Regions from separate parts of the Sus scrofa genome. Here region 1 is linked to region 2. Evidence: chromatin contacts called from public promoter capture Hi-C data. All regions are on one chromosome and are shown on one strand. The core of a region is the stretch at or near the end of the contact, and the rest is flanking DNA. Distances in the headings are between cores, read along the strand shown.

Evidence for each region. Promoter capture Hi-C pulls out the DNA fragments that hold promoters and counts their contacts.
Region 1: a promoter capture Hi-C map of liver shows a contact between it and region 2, with 4 times the contacts expected there. The contact joins the enhancer-like site here to the promoter of CDC20 in region 2. A contact is called at or near these places in 2 of 5 promoter capture datasets (liver and skeletal muscle), 3 of 47 Hi-C or Micro-C datasets (fetal liver, liver and undifferentiated spermatogonia) and 2 of 2 datasets of contacts at active chromatin or transcription factors (alveolar macrophages and skeletal muscle).

Annotation. Positions count from the first base shown.
Region 1 is chr6:167,994,554-168,000,616 of Sscrofa11.1, forward strand. No RefSeq gene overlaps it. Among named protein-coding and RNA genes, the nearest start is that of TMEM125, 19 kb to the left of the region's middle. Within about 2 kb of position 3,013, at least 15 of the 83 cell types and tissues checked have an H3K27ac peak or open chromatin away from gene starts, as enhancers often do. A contact at or near this core is called in fetal liver and liver, where this site is marked.
Region 2 is chr6:167,888,650-167,895,357 of Sscrofa11.1, forward strand. It overlaps CDC20 (cell division cycle 20), which reads right to left and starts at 1,634. Exons shown (of 10, transcript NM_001123094.1): 1 at 1,454-1,634; 2 at 1,193-1,341; 3 at 1,009-1,105; 4 at 702-830; 5 at 426-622; 6 at 235-329; 7 at 1-96. The coding sequence starts at 1,634. LOC102158889 (a long non-coding RNA gene) reads left to right here and starts at 2,028. Exons shown (of 3, transcript XR_002345238.1): 1 at 2,028-2,179.

The DNA.
Region 1 (6,063 bases), core at 1,763-4,262, 110 kb after region 2:
ATATTTATGATATTGTATGGTATCTGCGACCTCTCTGGGATGCAGGCAGAAGTAAGACATGGCTTCCGCTCTCAGCAGCACACTTTTTAGTGAGGAACACAGAGAAATAAAGGCACAATTAACACTAACTGCATCCATCGGAAGTTCACTTCTCTCGTTAGTGTTCGGCAAATATCCATCCGTCCAACATTTACTGAGGGCTTATCATGGGCCAGGCACTGCCCTGGACCCGAGCTCTATTTATCGAAAGGAAGACGTGGCCTCTGCTCCCGAGCAGCTGCGGTTGTAGTGAGGGATCTGGGCACCGTTTAGGGAGGGGGCGACCTTGCCGGGATGGGGGCGTGGGGCACGGAGGAGAGGCACTTAGCCCTGTGCAAGTGACCAGCACGGATTCCTAGGGACGGACCTCCGGGCGGAGGCTTGACGGAGGTACCAAGGAGAGGGTGGAGGGGGTCCCGGATGACTGGAACAGCGGGAGAAAGGCACAAAAGGACCTGGCTGGTGTGTGGGGTGGCCTGCGGCAGCTCTGGACCACCAAGGAGAGGTGAGAAGAGAGAGAGGAGGGCGGGGCAGGGCCTGCTGCCCGCCAGGGGGAGGGGCTCTGTGCCCCTGGACCAAGCAGTTTCTTCTCTCTTGCCTCGCTGGCCTTTTCACACTCAGCCCAAGGCCCCGAGGGAGGCCCCACAGAGGCGCTCCTGTCGCCAGAGGCCACTCTGTTCTTGGAGCCCACGGCCTCAGAACTCAGCGCGTCCACCCCAGCAGCTCTCACACAACGGCGCACATGAGTCACCCGAGGGGCCTGTTCAAGGTGACTTCTGACTCGGTGGGTCTGGAGCCGCTCCTGAGATGCTGAATTTCTACCGGCTCCCAGGAGACACTGAGTGGCAGGCCCCTGCCAGGGGCGGGAGCCGGGCCCCTGGGCGTCGGAGCAGCGACAGAGGCAGACATGGGCTACATCTACCAAAGACCGGCCTGTGCCAGAAACAAGCAGGGCTTCCACGCGGGCCTCTCTCTGCAGTCCCGGGGGTGGAGTCTGGGCCGGAGGACAGGCGGATCCCGAGCCCTGCTGTCAGCGAGACCGACAAGCCTCCTCTGTTAGGGAACACGCACGGGGACACCCCGACAGTCCTGCCCCTGGAGCCTCTTTATCTGAGCAGGTCAGACATACCTTCCGATTTTCAGTCTATCATTTAGCCTCCCCATCCTGCATTTACAAACGTGGTTCCCTCTTGGATGCAATGCCCAATTATTGCCAACCGCTCGTTCGCCGGCTAGGCTTTGTACCTACTTTTCTATAAAGTCACCTTTTCCTCCTGATTTTTGACCCTAGTGACCAACCTAGGCCTTGGGGATGCAATTCCCACATTTCCTGTGCGCAGGCTCCGTTTCCTCCCACCTGACCTTCTCTGACTTTGTTTCGCGACTCGATCCGTGAAATACGTATTCATTGCGTTCTAAGACCTTGGACTCGGCCTGGCCTGTAAGAAGGGCTCAGTAAATATTTGTGGAAGGGAAAAGCAAATGAATGAGGAAAGCCATGGATTCCAGGCTGAGTAAGAGGACATGAGCAACCAGGGGCCAAGGGCTGAGCAGGGAAGACCAGACAGGAGGTCTTGGGAGGGCTGCGGGGACCCCCTGGGCCCACGGGCTCACCAGGGGCCCCCTCGACTCCTCCGAGCTGGCGTCACTTTGCCTCACTCCCTGCCTGATTCACTAAAGTGACAGTAATCCGTATAAGACGAGTGACTGAAAAAGCCAGTTCTCTCCAGAAACACTTCAGACGCTTCCTCCTGGTCAGTCGGTCATTCCGTCACTCAACCCTGTGGACTTTGGGTCTGGACTGAATCTCGTTGGCCCTCACCAGCTCCCAGCATCGCTCCCCTTCATGACTGTAGTGGCCTCAAGGGGAGCCCCTGCCACCACGACTGGGGCTTCTGGCTCCTGGTGCCATTGATATGAATGCCTGTTTCCGACCCCACCGGCAGCCCTGGGCACCTCCGTGAAGCTGGCCTCCTCAACGGGTCTCCGGAACACGCCTCACCTGCCTGAGAGTGTGATTGAGGCCCAGGACTCAATGCAGCCCGATTCCTCTGTTCTGTTCATTCGCTCGTTCATAAAAATCACCCGAGAGCCAGACCCTGAACGCCTAGCAGGCACCTACTGTGCCAGACATGGGAGGGCGAGCTTGGATCCAGGGCAGGGAGAGGCCACGGGAGTGTGAAGGGGGGTGCCGGCCAGGGTGAGGAGGGCTCCCCGTGGAGGCAGGGCACGGGGACAGGGTTCCAGGCCCAGAGCCAGGAGGGAGCAAGGCGCCAAAGGCTGGATGGTGATGATAACGAGACGATAACCGCCAGGATTGGCGAGATTCCTGCCCTGCATCAAATATTTTGCATGTGTGACCTCGTTTCATCCCTACCGCCACCTTATGCAGAAGGGCTTACTAGGTTCAGTTTCATAGGAGGAAACCATGGCCACGGGGGGAGGGACAGCTGGGATCCCGGCCTGCTGACCCCCAGGCTCTCGCCTCTCACCCCTTACGCCGCCTCCATCCCAACACCTCACATAGTATGAGGGCCCCGAAGCCCCTGAAAAGTACAGGTGGGGCTCCCTTAAGAGTGCTTTCTGGGGCGCTTCAGAGGTCACACTGAGGCCAACTCTGCGCACGTGCCTTGGGTAGTCAGGTGAAGCTCAGTGAACGCAACGAGTGTGCTAAGCTTTCTGTTCCTGATCCGTCCTTGGTCAGCATGGCCTACGAACGCCCCTCCAACCCTCCAGGCCCCCACCCAGCTCCTCCGTGGCAGGGGGGCTGTGACCTGGGTTCCTCAAATGGCAGGTCTTGGGGTAAGTGAGAGAGCCTGGCTCGAGGATGCCAAGGTCAGGCTTTATAGAAAGCCTGCTGAGCACAGAGGCCATGCCAAGCTGTCCAAGACTGCCTTTGGTCAAGGGCAATGCCAGCAAGCCCCAGGCAGGCACCCACGGACAGAACTTCATTCTGGGAGGGAGGAGGGCACAGCGAGGAAATGCCTATAGCACCCCCTACTGGCCTGCCTTGAATTGACACCTTTAAGAACCTGGCAGGGACTGTTCGTGCGGCAAGAGAGGGGCCCCAGATTTATTTCCACAACTTGGGAGCCCCACATCAGGGGCATCTTTGTGGAGCCCACAGTTGGTGGGATCGTTACCTGCCTAACTGCGCAGATGAACCACTTCCTGCCCCCCTTCCACCTTTCTTTCCCATCCAAGCCGAGGCTCCCACTCGTCGTCTCGATGCTGAAATGCCTGTGGACATCCCGACTTTCCCTTCCAAGGCCTGTCATCTCCCTTTAACATGGGACTCATATTCTGAAGGGCTTTCCTGCCACCTGCCTTCCCTCCCGGCCTTTCCACCTTGCCCATCCAGGTAACCTTTCCAGCGCAGCTAACATCCCTACCTACTTAAGAAACCTTGGGTGGCACCCGTTTGTAAGAGAAACTGCACGCTTCTTGGTGCAACACAGAAAGCGCTTTCAACATGACCCCAAGCTAACCGCCCGTCCAGAGGGCCCTTCGTCCCCACCCCATGCTCTGCAGGAAAGTTAGGTTGGTGGATTCCTGGGCCCTCGAACACACCACAGGCTTCTCTTTTCTCTGACTCTTCTCCGGTTGTGCCCTCCGTCTGAAGGCTCTTCCTCATCTGGCGCCCAGCCCTCCTACCCACCTTTTAAGGCCCGGCTCAAATGCCACTCCTCTAACCGAGGCCCGCCTCTCTAGGCGCAACCACATTCACCTTGGAGGCTCAGAGCTTGGCATGGAAGAAGCCTGAAAAATACATGTCCTGAACAAAGAAGGTATGTGTCCTAGATGTCTGCATTCCATGGCAGCTCTTATTTTCCTATCTGCAAGCTTGCTGGAGAAGGACTGAGGAGGCCCAGCGCTCCTGTCTGAGCATACAAATGAGACGGTGACCTTATTTTCTGTGTGTTCTAATGAGTTTCTCTCGGGTGCCATGTCTGCCCCAGCCTCTCTTGGCCTTTGGAGACTTAAGAGTCAGGGCCTTGGCACCTGAAGATGCAGCTCCTCACAAATGCATATCAAGGCAGCAGGTGCCTCGGGCCACCAGCCCGGGGGTCCAGAATCAGCTATACAGGCCCCATGCCCATGTCCCCAGCCCGCGGACACCCCTGGCTTGTGCTGTGATGGCCTTCCAGGCTGTCCTACTCTGGATTTCCCCTTGGTTCTTTTTGTTTTTTTGCTTTTTAGAGCCGCACCTGTAGCGTACGGAAGTTCCCAGGCTAGGGGATCGAATCAGAGCTACAGCTGCCAGCCTATATCACAGCCACGGCAACGTGGAATCTGGGCTGCGTCTGCGACCTATGCTGCAGCTCATGGCAAAAACGGATTCTTAACCCACGGGGTGAGGCCAGAGACTGAACCTGCATCGTCATGGATACTAGTCGGGTTCATTACCCCTGTGCCGCAATGGGAACTCCTTGCCTTGGTTCTTGAATTAATCCTTAGCTTGGAAGAAGGGAAGGGAAACAGTATTTCTTTGGAGCATCTATTCTGTACAGGGCCGGTGCCGGATGCCTTGCATTGCTTATCTCCTTCCATCCTCCCAGGAACTTGCTGAAGTTGTTACTTCCCCTTTCACAGGCTGACAGGAGGATAAACCAGGTCTGTAGGGAGATAGGGCTGCGCTCTTTGCACCTGCCCTGACACCTCGCCTGGCCCTTGAGATCAAAGAATTAAGGAAACAATTTTTACCATCCAGGACAGTGGCTTTGAAAGTTTTTCTTTTTTTAAGTCTTCCAAAAACCACCTTACAAGAGCCCACTTTAATAAACAAAGGGGCACCCTGTTTGAGGGTGGGGACCCAGGGCCCTGCCTCCCGACCCTTCTTGCCCCTGCAGTTGCCTGTGGCACATCTCTGCACCCACAGGGCTCTGCAGCACACTGACTCTCGGGGAGGTCTCCCTGTTGGTGGCTGCCTCTGCCGGCCATCAGGGAGTGGCAGGGTTGGGAAGAGGCCCTGCTTGGGTCTCTGCTCCCTTCAGCCCTGGCCCAGCAGCGGGGGGGGGGGGCATGTGGCCTCTGGAGTCTGGGGGGAGCAAAAGAGGACCTTCTGCCTGCCCCGAACAGCCTCATGCTGAAGCTCGTGCTCGCACCCTCTGCACTCTCTTCCCTTTTCCTTCTTCTCCTAGGCTTGACATTTTCCTTTCGGGGTGTCTGCTTGGCATGGAGAGAGGGACCCAGCCCTCACAGGACCCCTCAAGGTCTGTGCTCTGGTGGCAAGTCACAGATGAGAGCTCAGCAATGTCACCAGCTGACAACCACTCCTGTAGCCACCCTGGCCCCCTGCCCAGCTTGCAGCACTGCAGTGCCCCTGAGGGTTATCCACACTTGGGGACGCTCCAGACCCTTGGCGATGGCTCTGCGCATCAGCTGCTGGTGCCTGAGGGTCGGTCCCACCAATGGGACCCACTCCTTCTATGGGTCTCTGACTGCTTTCATGGCCCGGGAGCAGGGCCGTGGGTTGCCTGATGGTGTGGGCCGCTTCTAAGCAGGGGCTGGTTATAAGGTGGCACGAGACCCGCCATGCCTGGGTCTGGCCTGAATTGCACTGTGCTCTGCCCATCTGTGTTTGGAACTGGTTTGTTTCCACCCAACTGCAGCTCGTCCCCATTCCAGCATTTTAATTATGGCATTAAAGGCATACGAACATAAAAAGGTATGTGCCTTATAAATGGGATTCCGATGTTCTCTAATTGCCTCAGATGATACTGACACCCAAGCAGAAGTTGGCAGCAGAATTCCGCTTGGCAGTCTGGATAACGCGCTTAAGCGGAGGCAGCAGTAATGGGGTCGAGCTCTCGGAACAGCCCTCTGCAGTCTCCTGGGAGGTGGTCGTGCGAGCTCATTAAATCACAGGGAGGCCAGCTCTTAGGGTGGATGTGGTTGGCTCCGGACCCAAGCCATAACAGTAGGGACCCGAGGCACCAGAAAAGCCAGAGGAGGTGGAGGAGGAGAAAAGGCGGCTGGCAGGGACCATGCGATTCACGTTGCAGAATAAAAAGCAGCCAAACA
Region 2 (6,708 bases), core at 384-2,883:
AGCCCACACACTTCCTGGCTGTGGCCACTCAGTGTGGCCACATGGTGTTCTGCCACCCGAACATCATGGTGGTGGATGTGGCCGGAACGTGAGCCACTGCAGGAAGGGGAGAAAGGAATCAGGCCCAACACTGCCAGCAGGCCAGAGCTGCTTCCGTTCAGAGGCGTCCAGTTTGGCGAGAGTGGGCCAAAATAGTGGACGGATTTCACAAGAGACTGGCAAAACCCCACTGACCTGGACAGGATGTAGCTGTTCCAACAGAGGGAGCCCACTCGGGCAGAATGACTGGTCATGTTTCGAAGCCGTTTCTGCTGTTGCACATCCCAGAGCTACAGAGAGACCCCATTAGGATCAGAGATTAGGACTGGTGGGCAAGCGGCTGGGTCTGGGGGTCAACAGAGCTGCAGCACGGGGACAGATCTCACCTGGACCTCAGCACTGCTGGTGCCCACAGCCAGGTAGTTGCCCTCTTTGATCCAGGCCACAGAAGACACATAGTCCCCAGGCTGCTCCATCTGCAGCAGCTGCAGGATGTCACCAGAGCTGGCACTCCACAAGTACACGCTGTTGTCCAAGGCCACAGCCAGTACGTTCCCAGAGCTCCAGTCCACCAGGTTCAGGTCTGCCAGAGGGGGAAAGGAAGAGCCTGCGTCCCAGGGCCCTCTTTCTTATCCAGCGAGCAAGGGGAAGGCTGCACTCACAGTAGTCGTTGCGGATTTCAGGGGCATCCAGGATCCGGTCCGGCAGGGAAGGGATGTATCGGCAGGTCTTCCTGCTGGACCCGGGCGTGGCCTTCTGGCTGTAGAGTACTTTCAGTCTGTTCTGGTAACCTGTGGCAACAGAGTGGCTCTAGACACCTCCCCCTGCCCCTGGCCAGGAGGGCCAGAGCAGCCTCTCCCCTCCTCTGTCTCAGGTGGGAAGGGTGGCCAGCCACCTCAGCTCCCCGGAGCCCTGGGGTTGGAAGGACTGGACACCTCCCTCCAAGAGCTGAGAGCTCCGGGTCTTTACCCTCTGGGGCGTTCTGTGGTTTTCCACTGAGCCGGAGGATCTTGGCTTCCTCCACGTCAAAACCGTTCAGGTTCAGAGCCCAGGCCTTCTGATGTTCCTGGCACAGAAGGGTGGTGCTGAGGCAGGGCGGCCGCGTCCAGGAGGCACAGAGCCGTTTCCCGCCTTAAGCCCCTCCGCCGCATACCTTCTTGGTGGGCGTCTGGCTGTTGTCGGGCTGGTTCTCCTTGCTCAGGAGGAAGCTGGCCACCTCCATCTGGGAGGCACTGCGGTGGGGGATATAGCGATCGCCGCCAGGCTTGCTGGGAGTGGTCTGCATCTTGGAGTTGGATTTGCCTGGGGCGGCAAGGGGGAAGCCAGACGGTCCGACCGGGCTCCCGCGGGAGCAGGCACGAAGCTGCTCTCAGCCCTTTCCTCTCCCGCCCTCGACCCGCCGCCCCCGCCTCACCCGGCGTTCGGCCGGGGGTCCTGCCGGCGCTGTGGGATCGGTTGGCGGCCCGCATGGGCGAGGGGGCCGGCCCCGCGGCTTCCTTCGCTTTGCGCTGCCAGCGCGCGGGAGGTGCATTGGGGATGGGCGCATCCAGCTGCAGCAGGGAGTGCAGGTCGCTCTCGAACACGAACTGGGCCATGGGAGCGGCTGGAAGGGGAGGGGTGCTTGAGGCGGCCGCCCGCGAGCCCCAGGGAGACGCGACCGTGCTCGGCGACGGCCGACCACGCAGGGCCAGCCCTGCCGCAGCCTCTCCGGGCCCGGCACCCCAGCCGCCACCCTACCCCTGCCCCCTCGACGCAGCCGCCTCTCACCGTCCGCGCAGAACAGGCTCCGATCCCGGACCGGCCTCGGCAACGCTGACTTCGGCGTCTTAAACTCTCCGCTCCGAGCATTGATTGGTTCCTTCAAAACCCAACCGTCGCAACCGTCGCCCTCGCCCATTGGCCTCCGGGGCGTAGGGGGCGGGCCTTCCGGGGGAACGTTGAGATCTCACGGGAGTCCCGGAGCGGAGCGGGATTTGAAGGGTGAGAGACAGGCGGAGGCGGGTCGGGAGACCCGGCGTCGGGGGGCGGGGCGGGGCGGGGCTGGGCTCCCCGCGTTCCGCAGTCGCTTCCATTCATTCCTCCGCCTCCCCGCACCCGCCCTTCGCGCTTAAACCCGGCTTGCGGATCTCCTCCTGGATGCGTAAGTGCAGACGTCGGAAGGACCTGGAGCCCTGGAGCTGCTTAGAGGTTGTAGGCAGCGCACCGCCGGCCGGCGGGCAGAGGGGAGCGGGCAGGGCACGGAGAGGAGCGAGGAGTGGACTGAGAACGTGTAGATGCAGAAGGGCGGCCGGAGCGTCCACTGTTTGCTTCGTGCCGGCGGGGAGACCGCTGGGAAGGAAGTAGTGCATGTTTCTGGTTTTAAAAAGTTGTTTTGTTTGTTACCGTTTTACAAACAAGGAAAATGAGGCTTAAAAAGTGGTCCATTTCCGTAGGTCAGGGAAAAGGATCAGGATTCAGGATTGGACGGCTCTGTGAGGGAAACCGTGCCTTCCCCCCACGGGGCTTGAGAGGCGCCAGGGATTTTAGCGACCCCCTAGTCTAATCTGCGCATGGTGCACCCTGGTCTTCCCAGCCACACACCCATGTGTGATGAAGACCTCGAGGCTCCGGAAGGGATGTGTCCGAGGTCGCATGTTGGTGGGAGTCCAGATGCTCCAATACAGACTTGAATGGATTGCGTGATAGGCTTAGAAGCAACAGCAGTAAGAAATAATGAGGGTTATCATTGACGGGCCCTCTGCTGACGGCTGTGTTTACATCAACCTTCCGTCCAGTAAGGCGGAGAGATACTTCATCCCCTTTTTACAAAAAAAGAAATGGGGTCAGGAAGAGGTTAGAAACTTGCCCTAAGGCAAACAGCCACTAACAGCAAGTAGTGGAGCCCAAGTATCCGACTAACCCAAGCAATCTAACCATAAGCTACACCGTCCCAGAGAGAGGCTAGAAAAATCACCTTTTCCATCATTAGCCTAAGCACAACTCTGATGATGACAGAGATCATTTGGGGGCTCTTAACCCAAACTTAATATCGTTATTATCTTTGATTTTGAAGCATTCATGTTGTCTATTTCCCATTACCTTGGAAAACAAGGAGTTAAGTGTCCTAGGACTGGAAATGGGGATTCGTAGACACTAGAGAACACAGGAGTCAGGTTGGCCAGGGCCTTACTTTTTTTTTTTTTTTTCTTCCTCTTTTCTTTTGAGGGCTGCACCTGCAGCATATGGAAGTTCCCAGGTTAGGGGTTGAATCAAAACTACAGCTGCTGGCCTGTGCCACAGCCACTGCAATGCCAGCTCACAGCCACATCTGTGACCTACACCGCAGCTTGTAGCACCGCCAGATGCTTAACCCACTGAGCGAGGCCAGGGATCAAACCCGCATCCTCATGGATGCTAGTTGGGTTCCTAACCTGCTGAGCCACAATGGGAATTCTCAGGGACTTAAATGTTAAGCTAAGGAGTTTGGATTTTATTTGCCAGGCCTTGTAGAATCAGTGAGGGAAGGGTCAAAGCAAACATTTCTTTTTTTTTTCTTTCTTTTTTTTTTTTTTTTTGTCTTTTTGCCATTTCTTGGGCTGCTTCTGCGGCATATGGAGGTTCCCAGGCTAGGGGTTGAATCGGAGCCGTAGCCACCGGCCTACGCCAGAGCCACAGCAACGTGGGATCCGAGCCACATCTGTGACCTACACCACAGCTCATGGCAATGCCGGATCCTTAACCCACTGAGCAAGGCCAGGGATCGAACCCTCAACCTCATGGTTCCTAGTCAGATTCTTTAACCACTGAGCCACGACGGGAACACCCAAACACTTCTGAGGGCGGGACATGGCCAGCAATTTGCAGCTTCTGGAGTAAGTGTAATTGTAGAGGAAGAGAACAATAGGGTAGGACTTCCCTGGTGGCTCAGCAGGTTAAGGATCGGGCATTGTCACTGCTGTGGTGCAGGTTTGATCCCTGGCCCAGGAACTTCCACATGTCAGAGGGTGGCCAAAAAAAGGAGTTGCTGCTGTGGCACAACAGGATCAGAGGTGTCTCTGCAGCACCAGGATGCAGGTGCCGTCCTCAGCCGGGCACAGAGGGTTAAAGGATCCTTTGTTGCCTCAGCTGTGGCTTGGATCTGATCCCCTGGCCCAGGAGCTCCATATGCTTCAGGGTGGCCAAAAAACAAAACAAAAAAGAACAATATGGTAAATAAGGGTATTTGTACATTTAAAAATAAAGGCATAAAAGAAGCCAGTGGCGATTATACTGGCAAGGACCTTGAAGTGGGAGGAATTCTAATAAGATGCCAGATGATCAAGTAGCAGACTACTTGCGTGAGAAATTTGGGAGTGAGAAAGAGGGCAGTGCATGGGAGCTTGGACTGCCAGCCCCAAGATGCCTACGCATGGTTGAAGGAGAAGGCAAGAGAGCCAGGGGAGATGAAAGAGGACGGGCAAGGGCCTGCTGGTAGAACCAGGTGTCTGGATACCTTGCCCAGGAAGAAAGGGGAGAAAACACGGGAAGCCTTTTCCGTCTAGAAAAGATAGATCGCTCCCTCTTAAGCTGGAGGGAAGGAGAACAAGGCTTTAGAGATAGATAATTAAGCGGCTGAGGAGCTGCTTAGATGGGGGAACTCCCACTTGAGGGATCTGAATCTAGGGAAGTAAAGGGCAGAAGGGGCTAAAACAGAGGTGGTATTCAGAGGTCGGAACAGTGATCCAAGTAAGTCACTGAACACCGCATCCTTCCCTGTGCTTGGCATTATGTTAACGTGCTCAGTCCTCATCCTTAGAAATAGTGGAAGAGCAAGACATCCGTTTCTGGAGAGTCAAGGCTAAAGATTTCGAGGCAGGGCGTGAGCAAGGTGTGAGAGGAGTAGACAGACCAGTCTGGAGGCAGCACTGGGTTGGATTTAAGGAGAGAGGTTGGAGGCAGAGACGTTAGGTAGAGACTCGTCGTAGCTCAGTGGGGATGGAGGAGACAGAACTTGGGAAGCGAGAGTGGTCAGGACGTGATGGCGCAGTGGGCATAAAGGGGAGAGATTCCGTGGTTTGGCTCTCGTCCCTAGTCTGGAGTCCCTCAGAGTAGAGTTGGCGCCTTGCTCATGGCTGGGGGAGGAATCACGGAACGTGAGTACCCTGGCTGTCATCCGTTTGTCCCATCCACACCCACTCTCCATCCTTCTCTGCTCTGCCCTGCGCCCTGCGAGGCTGACTCAGAGCCTGCATCGGTGGATTCCCTCAGGCTCTGGTTTCCGTGTATTCCACCAGTGGGAGAATGTTACGTGTTAAATTGTGCCCCCCCCCCATTTTTACGTTGAATACTTAGGCCCCAGTACTTCAGAGAGTCACTCCAGGTATAATTCGCTCCGATGAGATCATTGGGTGGGTCCTGATCCAGTATGACTGGTGTCTTTGCTGAACTTCAATTAAAAAACAAAACCAGGGAGTTCCCACTGAGGCTCAGCTAACAAGCCTGACTAGTATCCAGGAGGATGTGAGTTCAATCCCTGGCCTTGCTCAGTGGGTTAAGGATCCGGCACTGCCATGAGCTGTGCTGTAGGTCACAGACAAGGCTCAGATCCCACATTGCTGTGGCTGTGGCGCAGGCCGGCAGCTATAGCTCTGATTTGACCCCTAACCTGGGGCCTCCGTATGCCACACACGTGGCCCTAAAAAAAAAAAGAAGAAAGAAAAGAAAACAGAAGCAAAAAAATGGATTGTTTAAGCCCCCAAGTTTGTGGTACATGGTTATGGGCAGCCCTAGCAAAATAATACAGAGGAGATCGGGGGGTGGGGGGAGCAGGCAGGAACTTTTACTCCCCTGGCTTGTACCTGCCACATCCTCTTTGCCACAGCTCCTCCAGGCAGCCCCCTCTGTAGCTGCTGTGTCCAGCTCTCATAGCCACTCTCCCCTTGCCCCTTGATACGGAGGGTGGGTGAGGGTACCAGCACCCAGCTGTTGTTAGCCCTGGGATACTGCCCTAGTCCTTGATGGCTTTCTGAAATCCTGCCTCATCTTTATAAATATGCCCTTTATTAAACTCTTATCCAGACACCCAGATTGAGTGTGTCATCTATTTCTGCCAAGACCCTGACTAACATAGTGGGTATGTTTGGAGTCAGCAAAAAATGCCATTTGTTTAAGAATTTGAATGGGTCAGGGGCCTCCGTAATCAGAACGGCCTAAGCACACTTAGCGCCGCACGTGAATGGCATAGAGGATGAGGGAGGTTGGCACTGGAGCTAAGGTGGCATTGTCCAGAAAGATCTCCTTCCTTTAGAAAAACATTTATTGAAGGCCAACTACCATGCACCAAGCACTACTCTAGGTGCCAGCGGGGGTGGGGGGGTTGGGGGGGCGGAAAGTGTGGGGAAAGACAAATAAATCCCAGCCCTTGCCCTCAGGGAGCTCACAATCTAGTAACAGAAGACGGACATGTAAATGGCTACCTGCATAAAGCATTGCAGGTGCTGTGATGGAACCATGAGCTGGAGATAAGAACTTTGGAATGATCAGCATACAGGAAAGGCAATGAGAGTGGGTGGGATTGGAGACAATTAAGAATGGACTCTTGAGACGGCAGTAATTAAGGACTGGACGAAATGCCAAGATAAGCGATTAGGAAGCAATAATTACCATAGTTTAGATGTATTAAATACTTGCTATGTCCTAGTCACTGTGCTT